Linked DNA regions of Mus musculus: region 2 is linked to region 1. Evidence: chromatin contacts called from public HiChIP or PLAC-seq data. All regions are on one chromosome and are shown on one strand. Each heading gives the region's core, a stretch centred on a gene start, on an enhancer-like site or on the middle of the called end of the contact. The rest is flanking DNA. Distances are from core to core; before and after follow the strand shown.

Region 1 (7,143 bases), core at 4,470-6,969:
AGACACTATTTTTAACCACTGAGCCACCTCTCCAGCCGGCACATGCCTTTAATCCCAGCAGTCCAGGCAGGTGGATCTCTGTGCATTTGAAGGCAGCCTGGCATACATATCAAGCTCCAGGCTAGCCAAGCCTACATAGTAAAACCCTGTCTGAAAAAGCAAGCAAACAAAAACCAAACAACAACAACAAAAGAAAAAGGCTGTAGATGAGGAGGAAACAAGTCCAAGGCTGTCCTTGGCCTCCACACAAACACATGCACTTGCACATACACATGCACAGAAACACACAAGATAAAAATAAATTATCAAGGTCAATATGCATGTGGCTGTATGCACACACATATGCTTTCCATGAGTGCAAGGGAACTTGAAAGTGAAGAGGTGGTAAAGCCAAACGCCCTCCACTCTCAGTGTTGCTCACCAGAACCAATCCTGTCTACCGGAGTTGGACAATCCTACTTTCCAAAGGGGCAAATATAGGGGCACAACTCAGGGTGCCTGAGAGTTGTTACTGACATGGTGCTACTGTAACCACTGCCTGTCCATCCTCTCACAAAGAACACAAATCAGCACGCCAACAGAGCCATCTTGTTATCCTATAGGAACGGCTCTGAGGCTCTAGGGAGAAAGTCACTTGTCCAGGTCACAAAGCAGGGGAGCCAGGGACAGGGAGACCTGGCATCCCTGAGCTGCCATCTTCCCTCCATTCATACATCCTCTCCCAGCCTGTGTGTGATACAGGAACTCCAAACACAGGCACCAACAGCATGTCCCATAAGTGACATCTCTGTTCATGGGGAGGTGGGTACTGAGAGCTAAATATGACATACAACTGTGACAAAACTGCAGCTGCAGCAGGAAGCTCCAAGGATAAAGGACAGAAGGTGCAAACACCATCATCTGGACAGAATATTAACAGTGGGCTTGCAACTTGTGGTAAAATCCTTGACCATTCATTGCCTCTGTTCCCTGTAAAGTGGGGAATAAAAACATGTACTCTTTTGGACCATTGTGTGGATTAAATGCAAAGTATCCAGTACTTGGGCACATGACACTGTATAACAGACGAGCCATAATGAATAGTTAATTATTTTACTACTCCAAGGCTTAATGACAGTTCATTACAAGAACTGCATTGTCCTGTGAACATGATACTGTGCCTCTGCGCACACCCAGATGGTGGAGTCCTCTGGCATCTGGGCTGCATATCATTGATATGTGGCACAGCGTCTTCCTTCTACAGGCACAGTGAACACAACACCAAGGGATTAAATCAGGCACAGGAGAAAATGATGCATTCAAAAGGCATGGCACACACAGGCCGTATGAGGCTGCTGCTGCTGGCCCAACAACATCCTGCTCCACAATAAACTGTGTGAGGAGCAGGAATTCGCCCTGAAACAGAAGTAGAGCCAACACAGACAGAAGCCAGTAGCAGTTGTTTATTATTGTCACTGACTGGCACACTATTGCATGGTGCCACGTGTTTCTACACCTAACCCTGTCAACATCCTCACAAGCACGTGAACAATGCACCGTGCTGTGACATTGGGGTGGCTGTGTCTTCACTGTGGTGGCAAGACATTTTCAGTCACTTTCCAGCTGTTTCACAGCAAGGCTGCAATACGGAGTCAGTCTACATTGGCTGGGACACCATTTAGGGGCAATGGCAGTATCAGAGTAAGTGCCTGTCATCAAAAGCCATGCTCAGTCGATACACCCACACAAGCACCCCCACCCACCCCACACGCACACACACCCACGCACACAATTTTCTTTCTCACACAGAGACTGGTTACTAAGTCACATCTTTCAGAATAGAGAGTGGATTTGGCAGACAAGCCTCTTAATGTGACTTTCTTTATTTTCTATCTCCAGCTCTTTTATAAATAGGTTTGCCAAATTGATGCTTAATAGCTTAATATCGGGTTCATATTAATCTCACCCTGTCTGAGCTTCAAAGGGACAAACTGTTCTGACTGTTAATGAAACACAATTTTAGTTGCAAATTTCCCTGGGATCAGAGCTGGGGAAAGAAAAAAAAAATCCAAATGATCTAAAAAGACAAACATCTCCCTGGTGCGCTTTTCAAGCCACTGGGATTTTATGCAGCCTCCTCCCAGAGCCAGGGAAATCCAGCTGCCTCGGGAGCCGCTAGATTAAGGCCCCCAAGGACACTAGATGGCGCAAGAACATGCTCCAAACCATGCAGATGTGCCTGCCTCCCTTCACCCACCCTGCTCCAGGCCCAGGTGGGTTCACTGAGACAAGATTTGTGGTACAAACCATGCAGCCTCCGTAAACACTCCAGATTCTACAGCCCAGAGACAGTTGTTTTCATTTTCTGTTCTGACCTGACACACATCTGGGCATTCTCTTCTGGATTCAAAATGTGAGTAAGCCAGTGGAGTCGGTATTCTGCACTGGTGAGCTGCACCTCAAAACCAAGGAAGGCCAGGTGTGATGGTGCACGCCTTTAATCCCAACACTTGGGAGGCAGAGGCAGGCGGATCTCTGAGTTCGAGGCCAGCCTGGTCTATAAAGTGAGTTCTAGGACAGCCAAGGCTACAGAGAGAAACCCTGTCTCAAAACAAACAAACAAACAAACCACGGAAGATGGAAGATTCCGTGTGCTGTGTATTATACCACAGTCCTTTAAAAAGGGCAGATTGTCCCCAGTAATAGCAATACTATTTCACTCAGAAAAGCTAAGCATAAAAAAACTTGGTGCTGTTTCTTGGTTTGGTATATTGTCCTTTGGCCCCAAAGTAACCAATGTATTTATTTACTTTATGACTGGTTAATTTCAGGACCCAACTACTGTCATTCATGATACAACTTCTTCCCTTACAGAGAAATACCAATCCTGCCCTATCTGAGAAGGCCAGAGGCGGGAGGACATTACAGAGGAAAAGCGTCCCCAACCCCCATGGCCAAAACTTGCTTGCAAGCTGCCTCTCATTTCACTGTAATTCCTTGTGTAAAATGCAAGCATCCCTCATCCAAGCACTGTAACAGGCACAGCCTCCCATCCATGTGCACTGAGATCCACTGGGCCCACTTGTGGTGGGACAAAGTCAGACAAGAGCATCCTGAGAGAAGCCAGGGCTGATGGAGCACAGGTAGAAGTTTCTGTCTAGTCAACGGGGTGGATGATCTGGGATGCTGGAGTCTTGACACTGGAAGAACAGGAGATCAAGTGCTTTGATTAAAATTCAGAGAACAATGCATTTCAGACTCCAGAGCTGACAGTCCCCAGGAGTGGTGCAATGATACCACAGCATAGCGTAGCCACAGAAGCTCCTAATCAGCAGCAGTGAGAGGCACAGGGGGTGAGTCACAAGAAGCACCACTCAGGGTGCTGTCTTAATTGGGGTTTTACTGCTGTGAACAGACACCATGACCAAGGCAACTCTTATAAGAACAACATTTAATCGGGCCTGGCTCACAGGTTGAGAGGTTCAGTCCATTATCATCAAGATGAGACCTTCCAGGCAGGCGTGGCGCAGGAGGAACTGAGAGTTCTATATCTTCATCTGGAGACTGCTAGCAGAACACTGACTTTCAGGCAGCTAGGGTGAGGGTCTTAAGCCCACGCCCACAGTGACACACCTACTTCAACAAGGCCATACCTATTCCAACAGGACCACACTTTCTAATAGGGCCACTCCCTGGGCCAAGCATATGCAAACGATCACAGGTGCCTAGCATGGTCTAAGCACTCAGACTTTCGGTAGAGGGCAATGAGCAGTAACAGAGTGGTAGAGGGGGCTGGAGAGAAACCTCAGCTCCAACTCAGGCTTACAGAAAGGCCTTGCAGGCTTGTGGTGAGACCAAAACAGCTCACCAGAGCCCTGTAATGCCTTCTGGTCTCACCTGGCTCAGGCGCATCTGCTTCTTCCTTCCAAATGTCTTCTGGGCCACTCCTGACCTCCCAGTACCCTAGAGATGTAGGTCAGGATCGTACGCTGTATCTAGGACCAGCCCCCACCTGACCCAGGTGGGCACTACAGGCAGGCATCCCCACACTTCCTCTCTTCCAATGGGGGTTCCCTCACCTTGCTGTTCCCTCTACCTAGCAGCCGCTTCCCTCTTCACAGACTCCTGCCCACCTCCAGATTGAAACTGCAAACCTCTGCTTAGAGGACTCCACTCTTATCCTATTGTGCCCTACACTTTTCCTTACACGACTCACATGCTTGTGATTGCCATTTGCCGCCTGTCTCCATGCTCTGCAGTGAGCTAAATGAACATAGTACGTGGGCTTGCAGGAAGCCGAGCCATGGTTATCCTATCAACCAATGTGGGTGGAGGCTGGGAAAGGAAACATCTTTTGGCAGAAAGTGGTCCTAAAACAGTTCACCAAGCAAAGACCCAAAGGAGGCGAGAAGACTGTGGGGTGGGGCAAGGGTGGTACAAAAGTCCCTGCCACCACAAAGTACCTCCTTTCACAGCCTCCAACTGCCTCACTGTGACGGAAATATGGCAGAACTCTGTGCCTCAGCTGCTGTCCTGGCAAAGTGCCCAACCTCAGCTTACACCCACCTGCAGGGGGTGGCAGAGCTTATAGAACTTGGGATGGGAACTGAGAAAAGGGAATTATCTACAGGCTCTAAGCCCAGAAAGCCCCGTGGACCTGTGGCAAGCCTGGCTGGATGTAGGCTCATGTCCGCAGGATGGCTGGAGACCCTTCCTGGCTGGGTTGGCTCATGTCTGCAGCACGGTTGGGGACCCTTCCTGGCTCCTTGTTATTTTCATTCTGGCCTGAGACACAGGATGCTGGATGTGAAGATGAAGGCTGTATTGACAGGAAATTCCAGACCTCATACCTCTGGCCTTCTTAGAAGCAGCGAGACACCAGCTCCTGTTCATAGTAGCCTTAGCCACCACCCCTGCAAGTCAGACTCCCTGGCTTTGACATAGTCAAGAGGGACAGGCGAATAGAAGGCCTCCAGAATTGTACAGTGCACCTTTGAACTTAACCTCTCCCCCATGGTGACCAGGGCATCTGAAGACAGGGCTCCCTCCCCCATCCTTCCCTCTCTCTCCCTCCAAAGCAGACTGCTAGGTCTTATCACCTCTCCTGTGCGAAATCTCAAATCTGCCTGTTTTGCTCCACAGGACTTGGCATTTGCCCTCCGTGTCCTTCATTTGGTTATAAAAGTGGAGGCCCAGCATGGTCTCTCAGGGCCAACCTTGGCCTCTGCCTACTACTGCCCATCACACCTGAAGCTGCTCTTTGTGTAAGTCTGACCACACGTGTCTGCTATGTGTTGCTGCTGCTGCTCTTAGGATGTAATGATTTCTGTGACATCACAACCCCCCAGGCCCTAGCCGAGCATCTGTGCACGGTGACTTAGGAATCTGCATTTGTCAAGCACCTGGCACAGAGCAAGGCCGAGCAAGGCAGTGCTAACTGTGTAAGATGGACCAGTGTTCTCGGGGGAGGCAGAGGAGGCTGCACTTACAGGGCTGAGCCCTATGGGGTGGGTGTTGATACAAGTGCTGATTAACTGTTTGCCTAGATACTGTATCACAAACAAACAGGAAATTAATTCTCCATCTTTCAATTCCCTTTCTGAGTTTAATTGCAAGCCATATAATTGGTCTCAATTTCCTTTAAATAAAAAGCCTTCTGCTATCAATATGTAACAGCAAGGAACTCCAGCTCTCTGCTACCTCGGATACTTCTCCTTCCTCCAACACATGGGGAAACAGCTGGACACATTCTGATATATTTTTGAAGGGCACTAAAACACCCCACCCAGACCTTCGAGGTAGCAAAAGCAAGGCAAGTGTGTGCTTTAGACACCTGCAGGCAGATGTAAAATGTAAGCGTGACAGGCAAGTGCGTCCAAGCATGGGCTTTGGAATGAGCGTGAATGTGTGACAAGCTGTGTGATCTTGGGCAGGGTGTGACCCTTCTGAACCTAAGCACCCCAATGTGTAAAGAGAAGGCAAGTTATATGGACGGCTATGAGTCAGACAAGGCGCAAGTGGGCGACCTAATTAAGAAGCCAGCGTGGTGACTCAGATGTGGTTAGAAGTCGAGGCACCGTCACCAATTTATTATCTCAATGCTGCTGTTGCTACTGCTACTTCTGATGTGAGGCCATAGAGCACGTCCGAAGCCTAAGCATCTCCAGGCAAACGGGGACGTGGCCTGAGTTTATGGCATAATAAGGCATCTAAGGCATCTGGCCTTATGCTTTTTCTTTTCTTTCTTTTTTTTTTTTTTTTTTTTTTTGGTTTTTTGAAACAGGGTTTCTCTGTATAGCCCTGGCTGGCTGTCCTGAAACTCACTTTGTAGACCAAGCTGGTCTTGAACTCAGAAATCGGCCTGTCTCTGCCTCCCAAGTGCTGGGATTAAAGGCACGAGCCACCACCGCCTGGCCCTGGCCTTATTCTTGAATTCAAGATTGTTGTTAAGCTTTTTATTCTCATAATAACTGAGGCTAGTTCACTTTTCTCTTACATATGGGGAAACGAAGGCACAGAGAGAGATATGAAAGGAACTCTCCCAGGATTAGACAGCATGTACTGTATAAATCCAAACATATCAGTGCAAAATCTCCTCCTCCCAAGTGCTACTTTATTTTCTGTGATTTTCAGAATAAATTATTCACAGCTGACCGTCTTTCAAACCTCCGCTCAGCCATCCCAGATCCATAGGCAAGCTTGCAGTCTTGTTAATGTTTAATGAATACAAATAAATCATAAAATAAAGATATTCCTTAAGACCTATATATTTAGCTCCTAATGGCTGTTTGTGTCTTCTTTGTTCAGATCAGGATGAGAAACATTCAGGAATCTAGCCTTTACTCATTTTTGGGTTTTTCTGAGATAGGGTATCATGTAACCATGCCAACCTTGAACTCCCTATGTGGCCAAGAAAGACCTTGAACTTCTGACGCTCTTGCCTCCATCTCCTGGGTGCTGGCTTCACAGACGTGGGCCTGGTTTATGGCAGCTGCTGAACAAACTCAGGGCCATAAGCTATGCAAGCAGTCAGTCTATCAACTGAGCTACGTGTCCAGGCCCTGGCCTTTATTTTTAAATGCAAATCTTTCTTTCAAAACACAAAAGAACTCTGCTTGGTATTAAGGAATACAATCAGATATAAAAATTTTCAGCAGTCACCAA
Region 2 (7,179 bases), core at 3,002-5,501, 770 kb after region 1:
CTGGAAAGCCCCTATTCTGACCCGGATAACAAGTACAATTGCACCACTTCATATTGATATTCATCCTAGCAAAACTAACACCTAACTTATCATGCAAAATAAAAATAACTATCCCTATCTTGCCTCTGTGTTAATTTATCAGACATTACTATACACCAAGGAATACATTTAAGACACATTTCTCTAGATGCTGGAGATGGGTGGGATATCTCAGCCTATTCAGCCACAATGACATTATTTGAAGTACAACCCACTATTGGACTTGCTAAAATATTTAGAATTTATTTGTGGCACAGAAAACACTTTGAGCATGATTTGAGCTTAAATCCCCAATGATGCCACAGTAACATTATCCTAGCCTCTGGTCACATGGTCTGAAGGATCTACTCCTATTTAAATCTCAGTTATGATGTACACCACAGGCATCCGGACACTGCATTACTATTCAGATCCCTGAAACAATTTGAAGGAGCCAGGGAGCTAGGTTTCTCTTCTCCTTCTATCTAATGTTTCTTGTTATTGATCATTTGTGCATAAATGGACATAAAAAATTTTCCAGAAGGTAGATATTAGTTATTTATCTTACTCTGTAAATAAAGTCAACCAATACTTTTTGACCTTTAATGTTAACTTTTTAAGAGCCTACTAAAATAAAAATAAGCTATATCTTATATCTTTATTGACTGATTCTATATTTTGTTCTAGCAAATTCAACTTTCCACAAGGATAATTGTAAGTGAAAACATAGAGCCTAATCTAGCAGAGTGTTGATCAGATCCTCAAATACAACTTAACATGTTATCTGTACTACACTGTGAATGCTAGCCTTAACTATCAACTTGACACAACCTGGAATCACTGGGAATAAAGTCTCAATGAAGGATTCTCCACATTGGGTGAGCCTCTGGGACTATATATGGAGGATTAACTTAATTAAGTCAATTGATGTGAAAAGATCTAGTTCACTATGGGAGGCATCATTCCCTAGGCAGGGGATCCTAAACTGTATGACAGTAGCAAACCCAAGTAAATTAGCAAGAATATATGCATCAATTTATCTCTGTCTTGACTGTAGATGCATTTTTTCTAGATGTTTGAGTTTCTTCCCTGACTTTTCTTACAACAATGGACTGTAATCTAGATTTGTAAACCAAAGTAAACCCTTTCTTTCCTAAGTTGTTTTTTTTTTCACCAAGGTATTTTATCCCAGCAACAGGAGTGAAATCAGACCACCCACTTATAATTCACCTGTTTGTCTAATGAGCAAATCTTGTTTTAGAGTCATTTTTATCTATTTTGATCACCTTGAAATTTGTTTAATGGTTTATTAGAGTTGACACCAACTTTCTTTGGGAAGTACAATGAAAATACTTCTGTTGAGAGGGCTGGTTTGTTAGTTAAAGGGATGGGGAGAGAATTCAATTGGTCAAGATGCTTGCTGCTGTGCAAGCACGAGGGCCTGAGTCTCATCCCCAGAACTCAGTAAAAACTATAAAAGGTCGAGCATGGTGGATCACTGGGGTTTGTTAGCTAGCCAGCCTAGCTGAATCACTGAGCTCCAAGCCAGTAAGACACCGTGCGTCAAAACAAAATGAAACAACATACAAACCAACAACATTAACAAAACCCCCAAATGGATGGTGTCCCGAAGAACAACACCTAAGGCTAACTTCTAGACTCTACATGTACCCCCTACACAACTGCACCCTCACACCAACCCTCACAAAGAGGATTTGATGTGTTCAAATAAAAACAAAGTGATGTAGGAGTTCAAAGAATGTTTTCTGTCCCAGGCTGTTCATGCAGAGCTCAGCCCTGCCCCTTTCTAGTGGAGTGGCCATGCTTGCTGTGCCTGGCTCTTCCTATCTGTAGGATGAGGATAAATGGAGCTTTATCTCAGGTGCTCAGTGTCTTGCTTTACTTTTCTCACTTTAATGTGTGTGCTTACAGAGTGCTCCTTGCTAGACAATATTCTGAGACCTTTAAGACATCAATGTGTTTTGTCCTCATAACTCTGTAAACCACATTCTATTGTCTGTATCTACTGAAAGAAACTCAAGTTTGGTATGCACTATGTCTAAGACAGTGCCTGAAAGATAACCAGTGCCCAGGGTCATCAGTCACAGGTCAAAATCTTTCTTTGTATCTTCCTCAGAAAAGTCACTTGACTACTCTTCTTTGTACTCCTCGGATAAGGATGTCTCCAAATAGACCAGAAAATGTCTAGAAATTAGCAGATAGGGGGCAAATGATGGTCATGCTGGAGCTTACTGTCTCCTTTCCCCCATGATCTGTGAATCCTTTTCAAATACAAGATGCTGACTAAACCAGAAGATGGAACACTATCTGAATGCTTGAGCCCAGACTACCCAGAAACACTGCTTCTCCACACAAGCCTTTAGTGAAAGGATCCCCACGTTCACCTTCCTTCTTCTTTCTAGATTTGCCTTGAGGATTCAGGATTGAAATCAAATAGCATTCAACTTCCACAAAGATCAAAGAGAGGTTTCTGGGATTTCCACTAGAGGGCACATTATCAACAGGCCAGAAATAGCCAACAAGTTGGCCTAAAGCCACAAAGAAATGACAGTTTCTAGGAGGTACATGAACCCAGGTATCAGGGATTTTTTTTCTGATTCAGAGAAGCTCCAGCACTGAGAGAGACTCCAGCATCACTAGTGGCTTTGCAACTCGGGCTTTGTATTTCTGAGCTTCAGTGGTTTCCCAAACCTTGGCTTCAAACAGTTAGAAGAGAAGCCAAGAGCAGCTAGTCTAGAAATTTGTTTTTTAAAACCCACTGCTTTACAGCTACTGTGATTTATGTGGCTACTGTGTTCACAGATGAGACTTAATAAACAACCGTTATCTGAGTGCTCCTGGATAACTGTTTTGATCCCTTTCTTCTTTTCACCCTTCTCCTTTTATCTTTCTGACATCTTTTTCTGGATATTCTCTATTTCTTGAGGAGACTTCAAGTGATAGGAGGGAGAAAGTAAAAAAGCAAAGCTCTCAAGAACTCCACTGACTTCATCAGAAATCTGAATTTCCTTCAGGTCTCCAACTGCTCAAAACCTGCCTCCCCACTTCTAAGCAGATAAATTCCAAATTGTCTGCCTAGATTCTGAGGAGGCTGGGCCCTGGAATGGGTAGCCGTTCTCTCCTCTCTACATCTAGAGGACACCAAGTTCTGGCAAGGCCTTTGTGAAATAAAATAAAATAAAATAAAATAAAATAAAATAAAATAAAATAAAATAAAATAAAAAGCAGTAACATACCTGCCTACTTCCACACTCCCCAGAAAACAAGAGAGGTCCCTGTTTCCTCTCTAATAGCTATTTGAGTATCTGGGTGAGAAGACTAGGGTGTCAGCACTTCTGGTGTGAGGAATGAGAAACAGAAAAGCCATATGCTCCTATCAAATTTTGTCTTTTTGTCTCATTCAATTTCCCAGATATCTTTCTGATAGAAATGACTATTCCCATCTTACAGATGAGAAAATGAAGACACATCATTGCTAAATTACTTAAGATACACATCAGTAAACAAAGTATGGCAAAGTTGGGTTTGAACCCAGGGTCTGACTTTAAAGACGGTCATGCTAAAACTAGATGTTAGCTGCTTTTCCTGGAGTTTTTGCCATTTCTCCTCCGGGGGTGAGGATGGAGGAAGTGGTTTGGATGAAGCTGCTGGAAAACAGCAGTCACCACGTGATGAGGTCAGCAGTCTGGAAGCCTGAGGAGGGTGGGATGGAAGGGGCGGGAGATGGGGAGCCCTAACAAGCAAACAAACTACTGGTGTTGAAGACTAGATGTCAGCAGAGGCAAGAAGTGGGGCCCGAGGCCAGGGTGCTGGATCAGACTTCCTAACTCTATGACCCTTTGCGTGGGCCACCATGGCACAACTCCCCACACTTCCACATGACCTGATCCTCCTTCTTCCAATAAATACAGCATCTAGGAGGTGTTTATAGGTTTCTAAATAAACTCCTTCGTCAATATAGCCTACATGGTACATATCTTCACTTATGCTTCAGGAAGACTCTTTGACTCCCACAGAGAGCTCTGGAGTGTTGGCCTGGCTTATAAGGTTTGAAAATGATCTCTTAATATCAACAAATTCAAGTTAACAAACTTATGACAATAGGCAATGAGACAGGGGAAGTCAGAACTCCAGCATAACTCTACCACTTTCTACTTGGGTGGTTTGGAGACTACAATATACTTCTCTGTGTTCCTAGCTGACTCATCCATTAAAAATGGGATAAGGATTTCTTCATCACTAGTTGAATGTATAAACACAGACATTCATAAGTGATCAGTACTAGATAGTAACTTTGGAGGCCATAATTGAGCTGGGATGTTTGTTCCCGTTTGGAGGTACAAACACAAAGCCTGTTCTCAATAAGTTTGCCAAAGTGGAAGAGAGAGGACAATGGGGAAACTGATAAGATTGAACTATGTTAGTGACAGGTGGACACGGTCAAGGCGGTACTAGGAAGGGGGAGTGCGCTCAATCTGAGTAAAGGTGGGGTAAGACACTTCCTGAGGATGACATCAAAAGCCACAGCTTGGTGCCCAATTTTGGTTAATGTGTAGCCACATCTTGGATAGGCTGATATTTCATCAAGGATACCAGATGTTTGCTTTGGTGACTCCTTGCTCTTAGGTCTTGCTTTGAAAACAAAAGCTCTTCTGTGAAAATCAATGAGCTTGCCTCACAAGGTGCCTTAGATCTTTAAATAATATGGATATAGTCACCCTAAGTTAATAACCACACAATTAGGGTCAGAGTTCAGGAAACAAGAAGGGATGGGGAAGGAAGAAACTAAAGACCTACTGTATAAATGTTGACATGGCAGGTAGGAATTCATGTGTGTATGTTTGTTTGTGTGTCTGTGTCAGTAGGTGTTGTGTACTCATGCATGTGTGTGCATATGTGTGTGTGTGTCTATATGTCTGCGTGTTTGTATTGTATGAATGTGTTCCTATGGCTGTATGCACCTATGGGAAGACCAGAGATTGATTTCAAAGGTTCTTGACATCTCTGATTGTTCTCCACCTTGATTTTGAAACAGGGTCGTTTACTGAACATGGAAGTCCTTTAAGCCAGGCCGTCTAACCAGTGAGCCCCAGAGATCTGCCTATACTGGGGGTCCCAGAGGTTGGGGTACCTCCACATGTGGCTTTTTACTTGGATGTTGGAGATGTGGACTCAGGTAGGCCCTCGTGCCTGGACAGCAGATGGTTTATTGAATGAACCATCTCCTCAGCCTTGAAATTAACATTTTGAGAGCCTATAACACACCAGATAACACTAAGAACCTTACCTAATACCCTAGCCGTGGACACTTTTCCTGCCCACTCTTTATTTCGGGTGATAAACTACAACTCCAGTTATTTAAGAAATGTAAGCAGGATCCGACTGCTAAGTAGGTGAAAGAACCAATATTAAAAAACCCAGCTTTTAGTCCTGACACCAGTGCTCGTGATCTTTATAATGCTCTGGATACTCCCAAACATACATACTTGCGTGTGTCTGCTCCTTCTTCTCCAATAGAATGGCATTTATGAATTTGTTCATGGTTTTCCATGCTATGTTACTGCTATGGCCTAAATGGTGTTTCTGAAACAAAAACATGAACATAAACATAAACATAAATATCAGAGGTAGCCTTAAGCCATGAAAATCTTTCAACACACCCACTATAAACTGTTTGTACTAAAAGGCCTTGTAATTGGTCTCCTCCTGTCTCATTCTTTGGAAGGTATCTTTATAGCTCTTCCCACTGGAAGACAGAATCAATCAATCTCTCTGTGTGTCTCTGTCTCTCTGTTTCTCTCTGTCTCTCAGTCTCTGTCTCTGTCTCTCTCTCTCCTTTAAATCTAAGTTGCACTTGGGTTTGGGCTTGGCCAAAACAATATGGTGGAATCATACAAAGTTAGTTTTGGGCTTTGACCACTAGGAGCTATGTAAGCATTCATTTTCTTTCTAGGTCCCTGCCAGGCCTATACAAGCCAGCTGGTAGCATGTGAGATACATATGGAAACAATCTTGGCATCCGAGATGAAACCATCCTAGACTGGCAGTGTTTCTCCAAGCAGTTTATCAACAACATAAACATGAATGAGTCAACTGAGCCAGCCCAGATCAGCAGAGAGACTGAATCAACCCTCAGACTTGGGAGAAATACGTTAATGTTTGTTATTTTAAGCATCTAATTTTAGAGCTCATCTTACTGCATCGGCAGTTAGCTGATACAAGCAAAATGTGAATCCCTTTTTAATTAGGAGTCAACAGAGGCAAACCATGTATTTGTTCTATTTTTAGTCTGTTCTCTAATTTGGACTGATTTCCCCCTAGATTGGATGGACCATCATCCCCTGGGATCTCCTTCCGCCATTTAAAGAATCCTCTTTATTTCTTCACCCTCACATCTTTCTTTTCTTGATAGCATTTAATTTTAGGTAGAATGCATTCTTTGGGGGTTGCCTGAGAATGACTGAATGGGCTTGGATACTGTGCATATCTGAAATTCTCCTCTTATCCATACTTTGTATCATAGCTCAGTCAAGAGTCTAGCCTGGAAATATTTCCCTCCACATTTTCTTTAAGTATAGTTAAATGAGTTTAATTTAACACAGGCTAAACAAAACACTTTCATGATGTTCATTTAGTTCAAGGTAAAACTTCCAGTGGTGTATTCTTGAAGGCCTACTATTTACTGTTAGAGTTCTAGGGGCCCTTGGTTTTGGAAGGGTTCTACAGGTGCACAGATTTTACTACTCAGCCAGGGTTAGTGTAGTCTGTGGGTTACAAGTTATTTTTCTTGGAAATACCCAAGTCTCTGGGAAGCTCTTTTGAGGGTACACTCCATTTGGCAAGCTTCCTCTAGGCTGGAAACTTTCATTCTCCCGTGTCTGTTGGCCTTCTCTCTTCAAAGATGACAAGTGAGAAGTCTGATTCTTTTGTGATTTTTTTTTTTTGCTTGGTTTTATTTTTGAGATAGTGTCTTTCTTTGTAGCCAAGGCTGGCCTATCAGACTTATGATTGTCCTAGCTGTTTTGAATCTTGCGAGCTGGGATAATAAGTACATAATATCTTATCCAGCTCTACATTTTTTTTTTTTGTGCAGGCCCTAGTTTGACGCTTGGTTCTATAAATAATGCTTTTTCTTTCTAG

Evidence for each region. HiChIP or PLAC-seq counts read pairs in DNA pulled down with a chosen protein or histone mark.
Region 2: a contact with region 1 is called in an HNF4G HiChIP or PLAC-seq map of pancreatic cancer cells. The contact joins two enhancer-like sites. A contact is called at or near these places in 1 of 484 Hi-C or Micro-C datasets (cortical neurons) and 1 of 115 datasets of contacts at active chromatin or transcription factors (pancreatic cancer cells).

What each region holds. Positions count from the first base shown.
Region 1 is chr2:102,028,657-102,035,799 of GRCm38.p6, forward strand. All of the region lies in intron 4 of Ldlrad3 (low density lipoprotein receptor class A domain containing 3), which reads right to left. Among named protein-coding and RNA genes, the nearest start is that of Gm39888, 40 kb to the left of the region's middle. Within about 2 kb of position 5,720, at least 72 of the 459 cell types and tissues checked have an H3K27ac peak or open chromatin away from gene starts, as enhancers often do. A contact at or near this core is called in pancreatic cancer cells, where this site is marked.
Region 2 is chr2:102,801,725-102,808,903 of GRCm38.p6, forward strand. No RefSeq gene overlaps it. Among named protein-coding and RNA genes, the nearest start is that of Gm13872, 59 kb to the left of the region's middle. Within about 2 kb of position 4,252, at least 31 of the 459 cell types and tissues checked have an H3K27ac peak or open chromatin away from gene starts, as enhancers often do. A contact at or near this core is called in pancreatic cancer cells, where this site is marked.